Linked DNA regions of Mus musculus: region 1 is linked to region 2. Evidence: chromatin contacts called from public promoter capture Hi-C data. All regions are on one chromosome and are shown on one strand. The core of a region is the stretch at or near the end of the contact, and the rest is flanking DNA. Distances in the headings are between cores, read along the strand shown. Region 1 has its middle 65 kb from the start of Rwdd3. Region 2 overlaps Snx7 (sorting nexin 7).

Region 1 (5,963 bases), core at 2,987-5,486, 3.3 Mb before region 2:
CTATCGAGCATACTTCTGAGATTTCAGCCCTGGGTGTTTGAATTGTGTTAATTTTATAGTCGTATAGGCTTTGGATTATTGAATAGCATTTCATCAGAGTCTTCCAGGATCTTGCTGGGGCACGTTGCATCCCATCTGTCTCCTAGTACCCCTCCTCTTCGGTCATTGTACATTTAGGAAATTGAAGAACTCACCGAGGTACCCCACTTCATTTAATGTTCTCACAAAGTCTTTATGTGCAGTATGGAATTCCATTTACTTGAAACTCTGTCATAGATTAACTGTAGCCCTGGCTGTCCTGGATCTTGTCCATAGTTCAGCTGGCTTCAAACTCAGAGATTAGCCTGCCTCTGCCTCCTCCCAAGTGTTGGCAATAAAGGCATGTGCCAGCACTACCTGGCAGAAATGAAGTTTTAACAGATGAGTTAAATCTATTTGACTTATAATCAGGGAAAGGTTTTTTTTTTTTTTTCCATTTCCATTTCACTGAGTATTTTCTGCCCGAATTCACAAACTGGATTTTATACGGGTAGTGGTAGACTCAGCAGTTCTGATCTTTAAGGCTATCTGTAAGAGGGAGAACAGAAAGATGGGTGGTAGATGAGGAAAAAAATGAATTCTCCAAAGCCTTTATTTAATATGAGAAAGACTGGATTCCCCAGTGGGACCTACTGAAGTATGATGGAATGTTCCTGAAAAGGCAGAAGGACAATTGATAAGTTCCTTTGTTTGAATTCTCTCTCTTTTTTTTTTTTTGAAAATGATTTGTCTTACACACTCAACTTCAAATATCAGGTCTACATTCCATAAACTTAAGCTTGCTGAGTTTAGGGCCATTACCCCCAGTGCACACTGGGATATATATGATCAGATAAGTAGCAGAGCATGGAGAATAGTTTACTTAGTAACTTTCTGGGTTGAAAATGTATTGTCAAAAATTATCCTAAAAGTAAAAATTACCTACAATTCTTTACCAAATCAATAGCCCTTATTTTGATAAACCTCCCACAGAGATGAAGACCACTTAGATCTGCAGTTCTTTTGTGGGTTGGTACCGCTTTGGGAGTTGAATGGCCCTTTCATAAGGGTTGCATATCAGATATCCTACATATTGGATATTTACATTACGGCTCACAACAGTAGCAAAATTACAGTTATGTAGCAGCAATAAAAATAATGTTATGATTCGGGGGTCACCACAACATGAGGAACTGTATTAAAGTGTGGCAACATTAGGAAGGTTGAGAACCACTGCCTTAAGATGATGCTACATTCAGTTACAGCACTCAGCCATGCAACCGGGAGGACCATGAGTTCTCCATCAAAGAGGCCTTGACAAGCGGGTGTCAAACACATGCTCAAGTGATCTTGCTTGGAAAGGCCCCGGCGGATAGAAGGTCCCCAGTCAATATTTCCTCAGTGGTTAAACTGAAGAAGCAGCTGGGTGCTTTTAAAAGGGAGGGTTTTGATGCTAGTGGCAAAAGCCAAACTCACGTGTTAAGGAACCCACAGTGTAGAGGATACGTGAGTTAGTGTGTGAGCAGCTCAGGTCTTACATCTAGCTCAGCCTCTGCTGCAAACTTTGGTCTGTGGTCAAGTTGGTGGAGGCTGGGGTGAGGTCAGCCGCCTCTCTGTAAAGGGAAGCATGGTTTGTGGTTAACAAAAGGTGATTTTCTTTTTCATGCTTAGTCTTATGCAGAGGTGTAGTATACACAGCAGGGAAAAAGAGACCCTCCGGGCAGGGTTCCTGAAACGGCCTCGCTCTAGTTTGCTTTGCCACCCTGTGGTCCCTACAGCAGAGCTTTTAAAGTGCTTGGCCTTAATGATCTGTTAGGTCCCTTTCCAGCTGTGACCGCCAAGGACAGTGTTAATAATCAGTGTTACAAGGATCTGTCTGGAGGCCTGTGGAGGACACTTGAGGACATCTTTTCGGAAGCACATCTTATGAGTGTCATCTTGTCCCTCAAGCAGACTTGTCCTTGGTCCTTGTCTCCAACTCAGCCCTGCCACAATCTGTGCGCTCTCCTGAACTTTGAGCTTGGTAACTGCCAAACCCTCCTCACTCATGGTCCACATCCAATAAGCCACCAGTTCTTCTCAGAAACTTAGCAGCCAGCCTTGTTTTCAGTCCCAGAGCTCAGGCTCTCCTTTCCTGCTTTGGGCAGTACCACAAGCTGTGTCTGTTCCTCCTGGATATGTCACTCCACTCCTCTGCATAGTGTCTCCCAGGGTTCCTAGAACTAGCCCAGTCTCCCCTGGACAGCAGCGAGTGCTCTCCCATGGGAGCCTCATCCAACTTCCCAGCCTCCACCTCTGTTCCAGAGAGATCAAGCCGCCTCTGGCTCTTTGGCATACAGTTCTTTGAGTGTCTTTTATCCTATGTGCTTGGGACCAGAAGTCTTTGAGATTTTGGAGTTTGTTTTTGGATTTTGTAATATTTGTATAGATTCTCCTAGTTAGGTATGACTAATCTGAAAAGCGCCCGAACCCAAGCTGCTTTAAAATCCGATTCGAGTCTTGTTGGTGCTCAACACCTCTCAGATTTCAGAGCAGTTTGGCTTGTGAATTTTTAGATTCAGGGTGGTCAACTTGTATCATGTAGTTTTATATTTTCATTTCTTGGGCCATGGTGATTTTCCTCTGTAGCTCTCTTTTGCCTCAGCTTTCAAAGTGCTGGAATTACAGACCTAAGCCATCATTTGTAGCTCTAATTTATAACATTTCTTTAATCTCTGTAGAAAGCCTGTGATGACCCTTGGCTAAGATAAAGGCCCCACTTTGCTAGGTGTAAAAGTGAAAATACTTTCACTATTCTCATGTAGTAAGTGCTGTCTCTGATGTTAACTGTCTCCATTTTGTAATGTAGGCCTAGCCCTGGAAGCTTCTAGGCTCTGTACAATCTAGTCTAGGTCTAGAATGTTTTCAGCTTCTGAGACTTACTGCTGAGTAAGCTCATGTATTCTAGTTCTTTCTCCTTGTGAGTTCCAGGCCAGCCTGGTCTACAGGGTGAGTTTCAGGACAACCCGTAGCTAAGGCTACACAGAGAAATCCTGTCTTGAAAAACAAACAAATAACTCCCGTACAAAAATAAAACAAACAAACAAACAAACAAACCAAAAAAACCCCCCAAATAAAAAAACCCAAACCCCAAACCAAAGCCAACCCAAAACCCAACTAGCCAACCAACCAGCCAACCAAAAGAACAACCAACCAATCAAACAAAAGCAAAAACAGAAAGAAAGAAAAGAAAAAAATGAGATAAAAATAAAAATACAACTTGATTTGGACATTTACTCATTCTGAGGTTGCTCCTTTGTCCTAACACGGGCGCCTGGTGTGGTGAATACCCTGTTTCCTGATGCTGGCAGACTTGGGAATCCCTCAGTAAAGCAGTCTTCCCCATGATGATGTTATCTGTTTCTTGCCTAGCAGCAAGATAAGTATATCACGGACAGAGCACCTTCTGGGTGATCCTGCTCCAAAGGCACAGAGCCTAGCAACCCCCCTGCCGGCCTGCTAAGAAAAAGCTGACATCAGAGAAAGCAGAGCTCGACTTGAGTCCCTTGGCCTGACTCCTTTTTGGAGTGCACACTTAATTCTGGGTGAGGCTTACAAAGTGCAGTATTTTCTCCAGCCTTTGGACAACCTAAGGCTGCTCACACGGTGGGAGAAAGGACAGCCACTGCCTCTCTGACAAACATTTGGGGCTGTTGTATTATACCTTGCTCGCTAGCTAGATGAGGCGGGACAGTGACTGGTGTGTTTTTGGAGCTCTGACCCAGAGAGATTCCTCCTTTGTCACTTTATGCGGCTTATTATGTTAAGTGACAGAGTTGAGTCTATAACAACGTAAGCAAGATAAAATAGTGGTTCTCTAGCCACCCCACCCCTCATCTCCCCGTGTGAAGTCTCTTCCTTTTAACCACTCCGCAGCAGCAGTCATTATTACAGAGCAGTTATTTATTGGTCTTCACGCGTAAAATGAATGAGAGCTTTGCTAGATGTTTGTTGTTTAGAATGTATACATATTTTCAAGACTTTAGCTCCTGACACCGGCCGAAATTGCCATTATGAAGCTCTGATTTTGTACAACGGGATGGTGCTGTGGTCCCTGCCTCGCGGGAAGCTGGTCCGCTGTACATACACTTTCATTTTGCTGACTCGATGGAGCCTCTCCAGTGTGTACAGGCTGAAGCAGCCCCCAAGTTCCAGCAGGGGGTGCTGTTGAACTTCTGAAAAAGACCGTAGTTGGGAGCGGAAGGTGGGAAGCGGTGAATGTGGAGGGAGGCATGGGGCTGGTTGTGGGGAGGGGGGCGGGGGGTGGGTGGAAAAAAAAATCTTGGATGCGAAGCTGACATTTCTGTCTGAGGTGAGGCATGCTTTGCTGATGCCACACATGGAATGTTTCGGAAGTGTCAGTAATAAATACTTCTATCAGGAATCTTCATATTCCACACAGCTCTGCTTATCGTACCCCAAGGAGACTCCTACAAAGACATAGCTGTCAGGGGCTAATTTGGGATCTGAAAGCTATGGTGGTTGTCAGGCATCTTTCCCCGTGTGTGATATTTATCTCCTCTCACAAACAAACTGAGTGCAGGGTTTTTAATTAATTTCCAAGTGTCTCCCATGGTAATTTTCCCTCTAATATATTAATACAATGATTTAAGCCTTCATTCAGGAGCAGACTTTCGGCTGAAAATCACCAAAGGCTTAGATGGTGTTTAGTGTTATCAATAAGGTACACGTTCGTTGGTTTGCAGGGAATCAATAAAGTAGCCCTTCCCTCCTTTTTATTTTTAGAAGCATCAATGGGGTTTTTATCTCTTTTAAGTATATTAAGGAAATCATGGCCCTGCTGATTTTAGTTTTCTCCTTCTGATTGGAGGGAGCTCTCAGGCTGCTTCTCTTTATTGTTTATGGAAGATGTGCGTCAGGCAAAGTCTTGATTTGGTGACGAACAGATGAATTTTAAAAAGTGTTTCCCCTTCAGAAAAACTTGATTTTTTTTTTTTTTTTAAGAGAAAAAGTCCCAGAAGAAGAACACAGAAAGGGTCACACTTTGAAAGCAGTTAAAGTCAGGTAGCTGAAGAGCAAGTGAACTAACCTTTTCCCTGCCCCATACCCCTCTCAGTACAAAGCATGAAATACAAATACTAGCAAATTGAAGGTTTACTATTTGTTTCTCAAACAGTGTAGTTCACAAAACAAATGGGTGTGTGCTAATTGGCCAGATTTAAACATTTCACATTGGATATATATATAAATCTATATTCTCTAAAACATGCTGTATATAATACAGTTTTATCTGACAATTAAAATAAAATACATTTGAGAGGGAAAAATCCAACGAAAATGAAAGTGACATTTTGCATGGAAGCCACATTCAGAGTTTTATTTATTTTTTTTTTTAAAGAATTCTTATGTCTCTATTTAATAGTGTTATACTCTTGGCTCAAAGGTTGCCTCAAATTTCATAAGGATTTTTCCCCTTCAATTCACCTTTAGCATATTTGATTACTGGGGTGATAGGGCAGTTCTTGGACTATTTATCTTTCTCTAAAAACAGCATCCAAAAATCATTGGAAAAATTGCTGCAATCAAAGGAAATCCCCAGAATTTATATAGGGATTTTAATTATCTGTAATTAAAGTTTAAATTCTTAGAAATTCGGGAAACTCAGTCTTATAGGTCTGGAGATTAAATGTGTCATATTTTTTTTCCTGTGTGAGCGTTTCATTCTTTCCCTTGCCAACCTGTCACGTGAACATTTCCCCTAGATCCATTAGGCAAATTTAATAACCAAATATCTTTCTTGTGAGAAACGAGTTTTTAAAGTTCAGCATGCCCTGTGAATAATTTGTATCCCCTCCACCCACCCTGCCCCCTTCCCGGCCTGCGTGGTTGTTGTACGTAAGTGCCTCAAAAATCAACCTTTTAAGCACAGATTGATCCTGGCAGCT
Region 2 (6,279 bases), core at 2,991-5,490:
GAACAGATAGCCTAAGAACCTCCAAATATTTACTGTTTGGTCTGTTGGGGACACAGATAATACATATAACACCCACACGTCACATTTATTGTTTATTTATTATTTTCTCCTCTCTGCCCCTCAGTGATTCAAGGTAAAATATGACTTTTCTGAGAGTTTACATCTGACAAATGGAAGGTCAGAAAAGACAAATAACTTGACCAAGTTCACAACCCTGGTTGAACCTTGAGGTTATTAGCCTTTTCCTGAGTGGACAGAGTTTTTTTTTTTTCCTTTTCCTTTTAATGTCCTATGTCAGAAGCTTTTTTTGTGCAGCTATAATATAATATTTGACATTGGCCAATTTATAAAGAAAAAAAAATTGATGTAGTAGCTGGCTATTATTCTAAGATCAGGAAGCTTCATCTAGTGAAGGCTTCTTTATACTTCAGTTGGTGATGTAGATGGAAGGACAGAGCTGGCATGTGGCAATCAAATGCAGTAGGCAAAGAGCTGAGTCTCATCTGTCACCCTGCTCCCCAAAGAACCGGAGGAGCCCTGTGAGAATGGGAAATCTCCCGATAGGGCAGTGTGTGGCCTAATGAGTTAGCTCAATGGATTAAAGACTTTGCTGTTGAAGTCTGATGGTCAGAGAGAACCAACCCCTGAAAGTTGTTCCTTGACCTCCACCCATGGGCTGCAGTGTGTGGCCCCATACCACAACTCTTTTTAACAATATTGTTAGCCAGGCGCGTTGGCGCTCGCCTTTAATCCCAGCACTCGGGAGGCAGAGGCAGGCGGATTTCTGAGTTCGAGGCCAGCCTGGTCTACAAAGTGAGTTCCAGGACAGCCAGGGCTATACAGAGAAACCCTGTCTCAAAAAACCAAAACAAACAAACAAACAAAAAACAAAAAAAAACCGCAATATTGTTAAAAGAGTAGGTATGTTCATGGCTGCCCTATTGTGTAGTCCCAGGTCATACAGAACCTTTCTCAAAGACTGCAAAGGAGAAATTAAACTTCAGAAAACGCAGGATCTTACTGCTTTTCATTATCATTACACTGCTAATTAAATCTCTGCGTGAGCTTGGGTAGAGACAAAGCATGCTGTAATTATAGCATGCCCCCCCCCCCTCCGCCCAAAAATCATGTCAAGTAAAAATTATGCACAAATGTCTTTGTTCAGAATGTTACTGTAGAGTACAAAGCCCCAGGAAATGCAGGCATATCCACCACAGCACTGTTAAGAAATTAACAGATAAAAGAAACCGAGGAATGAAGTGAGGTATATGCATACGAGGATGTATACACTACCGAGAAATAAAAATGATGTCAAACAAGATTAGGATGTTGTGTGCTCCGCTATAGAGAATGGCCGTGCTAGCGTTTCCTCCGATCACGTCTCCGGCGCTCTTCTCGGGTCTGTCTCATTTATTTTTATTATTATTATTATAAGCAGGCAGATTGGAAGGATTTGTAAATCAAAACACAGCTGGCAAGTCTAAATTTAGATCTATCAAGATGAGTGTCCTTCTTTACAAAAGCTTCTTCAAGTCCCAGCTTCTCCAACTCCTTCCACTTGACGCACTTGACGTTGCGTGTTTTTTTGTTTTTTGTTTTTTGTTTTTGTTTTTGTTTGTCTTTTAGCCAGATGTCTCTTGGTGCTCCTGTTTCTCGTGCCTCAGCATTTTCATTCGCATGGCCCTTTCATGCCAGTATTTTGATTTATCACACTTCTCACATTGATTTCTCTTCCCCATCTACTTGTAAAAAGAAAATCGCTGTTTGGGCACAGATGGTAGATGCAATTTAGCATTATCAGAGTATTCATGTTATATTCATGAGTGATCCAGAGTAGCTTGTTAGTAAGGGCTATTAAGAAAGGACACCAACCCCCTCGCCACCAGAGAGGTCATGTCTCATCTTTGGTATTTTATCTTCTGAACATTCAATTACTGACAAGCCCTCCTGGATTTTAAATTTCAGTTGTAGGTTTCATTTATTTCACTTGTAGAATTTAGAAACTAGGAGAGAGACAGGGGCCTGGCCTGGGAACCCAATCAGAGTTGGGGATTAACCTATGAAAAAATTAAAAAACAAACAAACAAATAAAAACAGAGCAAGCAACTTCATCATGTATCTTCCTTCCATGCTTGCCTCCATCCTCCAGTGTTTACTATGTACAAAGGTAAAAGTGGAAACATTGTATTAGTTTGTTAGCGCTGTTGTAACAAATGATGTACAGACTGGGGATGCGGACAAAAGATAATGGTGCATTTCCTAGAGATTGAGGCCAGTAAGTGAAGAGCCTATCCCATGCTCCTCACCTCGGCTTTTTCTATAGCTTTTTCCTTCCTTCCTTCCTTTCTTCCTTTCTTTCTTTCTTCCTTTCTTTCTTTCTTTCTTTCTTTCTTTCTTTCTTTCTTTCTTTCTTTCTTTCTCTCTTTCTCTCTTTCTCTCTCTCTCTCTCTCTTTCTCTCTTTCTCTCTTTCTCTCTTTCTCTCTTTCTCTCTTTCTCTCTCTCTTTCTCTCTTTCTCTCTTTCTCTCTTTCTCTCTTTCTCTCTTTCTTTCTATCTGCTTTTCCCCATTTTACAAAATACCTTTTACAAGAATACCAGTTATATTAAATTAGGTGTCACTTTAATGAACTAATGATTTATTTTTCCTATTGTAATTGTGTGTGGGCTCTTCTGTGTATGGAGGGGTAGGAGGTGTTGGGGGGATGGGGGATGTGGGGTGGGGGTGGGGTGGTTTCCCATGGAAATCAGAGCTTTTGGTTTTCACTGGAGCTAGAGTTACAGGCAGTTGTGAGCCACCTAATGTGGGTACTGGTATCTGGACTCAAATCTACAGGATCACTGCAGGGGCTTGAGGCCAAATGAACACATTTAAACAGGTCTTTAAAGGCCTTGTCAGGGATACTGAGATAGGTAAGGTGTTAAAGTGCATGGATCTTAGTTTGATTCCCCTAAACAAACAAACAAACACCCCAAATAAACAAAACCCAACCAAACAACAACAACAACAAAAACAAACCAAACAAACCATAACCAAAACCAAGATGAAAAGAAACAAACAAAAATCCAGGCTTGGTTACATGCATAGAGCTAGGGAGATAGAGACAGGTAGATACCTAGGCCCCTGGCACTCCCTATTAAACCACCCCCTTTGGGGACCTCTGAGACAAACAGAGATATCTAAAATGAGGTAGACAGCTCCTGAGGGATGACACTTACTCTCCTCTGCTCTCTACATAGTCACACCCTCAAACACATCGGCACCCCCACATAAGTGCATCCACACATATGTGAGCATGCATGAACACACAGAGGCACACAAAGACCTTCAACCTAGGAGTTTAGAGAATTTGGGGGTTTAGGTGGGAGGGCACCGTTGAACTGATAGCAGAAAACAGTTATTGAACCAAGAATAACAACAGGGAAACACGCGTTTTATTTGTAGATGATTTTGCCATTTGTGACATTGATTTCAGAAGTCGCTTGAATGTTTTCTTTAACAGTGGACTGTTGCTTTGGAGTAAATATAGAACACAATGAATTTCTGCAATGTATTTGGCTTTCTTCTTTATTGTATATTCAGATCTTGGTTTTCTTGGTCTTGGGTATGTGTTTTCATTGAATTGGCAGTGAAAAGAGTATTAAATATAATTCAAGTACAGACTTGTCACACAGATCATTTCCCCTCTGCTATCATGTGTGTGTGTGTGGGGGGGGGGATCAAAAAGATGTTTTTTCAATGCTTAAGGGATTAAGGTAGTCTTGAATAACTATAGGTTTCCACATTGGGAGACAAGGAAGAGGAAGAGGGAAGGGGAAAGAGAAGGTGGAGATGAATCCTTTGTTAGAAGAAAACATATGTTAAGGATTCATTTTTCAAACCCACCAACCACAAAAGGTTAAATGGCTTAATTGCTTCTCTGTATCTCATTCCTTTCAGTTATTTATATCAAGGTACATTTTTAAGTAATGTCACCATATTTTCTTTTCTCTTTGTGGGAGAGAACAAATCTAAACCACGTTGGATAGTTGGTTTTATTGAGGTTTTAAGAGTGTTTTTTGAGTGATTCACGGTAATTTAAATCCGTCTACAGAAATCATCCATGCTGCTAAATATTCAGCCTGTAATTTTCTCCCTTTGCTGGATATGGGAGCATATTTTTATGACACTGCGCTGCATGCCTCAGAATTGTGAGCCTTCATAAGCCAGCCCAGATCCTTCCCACGCTACAAAAGGCTGCTTTTGCAGTGGAGAAAATAGAACACAAAATTACTTAGTAGGTAGAAGAAGTGGGCTGTGGTGAGCAGAGCCGTTGGGCACAAGGAAAGCTGGAGCTCAGAATTACATGCAGTGTCAGGGAAATCTCCAGGACACTGGCCTAACCAATTAAACCTCCCCAGTTTAGGAAATTGCTGTTTCCATGGGATGGTTTGTGAGCGAAATTTTTGTATATACCGATGGAATGTTGGCTTGGGAGCTCTGAATTCTCTTCATGGTTTCTTAGGGTTCTGTTGTGTAGCATCCCATATTTTATTTTTAGACAATTATCTTCTTTTTGTCATTGTTGTGAACTTTAAAATTATCTATTTAGCCATCTAACATTGATGAGCTGGAAAATACACACACACACTTCTGTATATGTATATGTGTGTGTGTGTGTGTGTGTGTGTGTGTGTGTATACATACATACATACATACATACATATATATATATATATATATATATATATATGATTAAAATAAAAATAGATGTTAAAAACATACAGAGCATTATTTTGGATCATTTTATTTTTGCACTGGCTGGTTTTGTGTGTCAAATTGACACAGGCTGGAGTTATCACAGAGAAAGGAGCCTCAGTTAAGGAAATGCTTCCACGAGATCCAGCTGTAAGACATTTTCTCAATTAGTGATCAAGGCGGGGTGGAGGGCCTAGCCCATTGTGGGTGGTGCCATCCCTGGCCTGGGAGTCTTGGGTTCTATAAGAAAGCAGGCTGAGCAAGCCAGGGGAAGCAAACCAATAAGTAACATCCCTCCATGGCCTCTATATCAGCTCCTGCTTCCTGCCCTGCTTGAGTTACAGTCCTAACTTCCTTTGGTGATGAACAGCAATGTGGAAGTGTAAGCTGAATAAACCCTTTCCTCCCCAACTTGCTTCTTGGCCATGATGTTTGTGCAGGAATAGAAACCTGTCATCTAGGTACAATTTATTTTATCCTATCATAGAGGTGAAAATTATCTATCTAATTAAACTTTCATTTCAGGGAATTTCTTGTTTCTTTATTTTTGTGTACCCGATTAACCATAAAATGTGAGCCCTTTATTACTTGACTCAAATCATGCCTGGCATGTTTGGTACTTTGGCAGGACTACTCTGCTTCTGTGGTTGTGTTTTGTTTTATTTTAATTTTATATTTTCTATTTCCTCACAGGTGAAAACAAAGTAGAAAAATGGTTAGTTAGTGCCCTCCCTGCCAGTCTCACGATAGCATTGCCAAAGCTAATTATTAAGACTTTAGCTTCATAACTCAATCCTGTTTCTTAATACTATTACATTCAGGAGTAAGGTTCAATTTGTGTTTTAGTAATACTGTATTGAATGTTTGAGAATGCAGATATTCAAAGCAAAGGAATTCTTGAAAGCTTAAGGCATTTTTCATCTTTATTAAGGTAGAATGTATGAGCAATTATGAAAATAAATGTTTAGTATCCATATAAAACTACTTACCAAACAGATCCAACTTCGAGTCCAGAAGTGCTTTTTGGTTTTGCCATATTTTGTTAATATTAATAACATCTCAGAAATCAAGAATTGTTACTGAAGGAGCCCAATGAAGAAGCCAGAGAAATATCCAGGGAGCTGAAGGGAACTGAAGCCCCATAGGAGGAAATCAATATGAACTAACCAGTAACCCCAGAGCTCCTTGGAACTATACCACCAATCAAAGAAAACACATGGTGGAACTTGTGACTCTAGCTATATATGTAGCAGAGGATGGCCTAGTCAGTCATCAATGGGAGGAGAGGCCCTTGGCTCTGTGAAGGCTCTAGGCCCCAGTATAGGGGAATGCCAGGACCAAGAATGGGGAATGGGTGGGTTGGGGATCAGGGGGAGGGGGAGGGGGTAGGGGATTTTCAGAGGGGAAACTAGAAAAGGGGATAACATTTGAAATGTAAATAAAGAAAATATCTAAAAAATTGTTACTGCTTCTTAAGTCATTTTTGTATGAGTGTGTGGGTTATATATTTTTGTGCATATATATGTGTATGTATATATATATAT

What was found. Promoter capture Hi-C pulls out the DNA fragments that hold promoters and counts their contacts.
Region 1: a contact with region 2 is called in a promoter capture Hi-C map of hippocampal neurons, with 2.7 times the contacts expected there. The contact joins two enhancer-like sites. A contact is called at or near these places in 3 of 39 promoter capture datasets (cranial neural crest, hippocampal neurons and maxillary cranial neural crest) and 1 of 484 Hi-C or Micro-C datasets (cerebral cortex).

What each region holds. Positions count from the first base shown.
Region 1 is chr3:121,103,269-121,109,231 of GRCm38.p6, reverse strand. No RefSeq gene overlaps it. Among named protein-coding and RNA genes, the nearest start is that of Rwdd3, 65 kb to the left of the region's middle. Within about 2 kb of position 4,236, at least 21 of the 459 cell types and tissues checked have an H3K27ac peak or open chromatin away from gene starts, as enhancers often do. A contact at or near this core is called in hippocampal neurons, where this site is marked.
Region 2 is chr3:117,846,997-117,853,275 of GRCm38.p6, reverse strand. All of the region lies in intron 1 of Snx7 (sorting nexin 7), which reads left to right. Among named protein-coding and RNA genes, the nearest start is that of Gm52614, 5.7 kb to the left of the region's middle. Within about 2 kb of position 4,240, at least 31 of the 459 cell types and tissues checked have an H3K27ac peak or open chromatin away from gene starts, as enhancers often do. A contact at or near this core is called in hippocampal neurons, where this site is marked.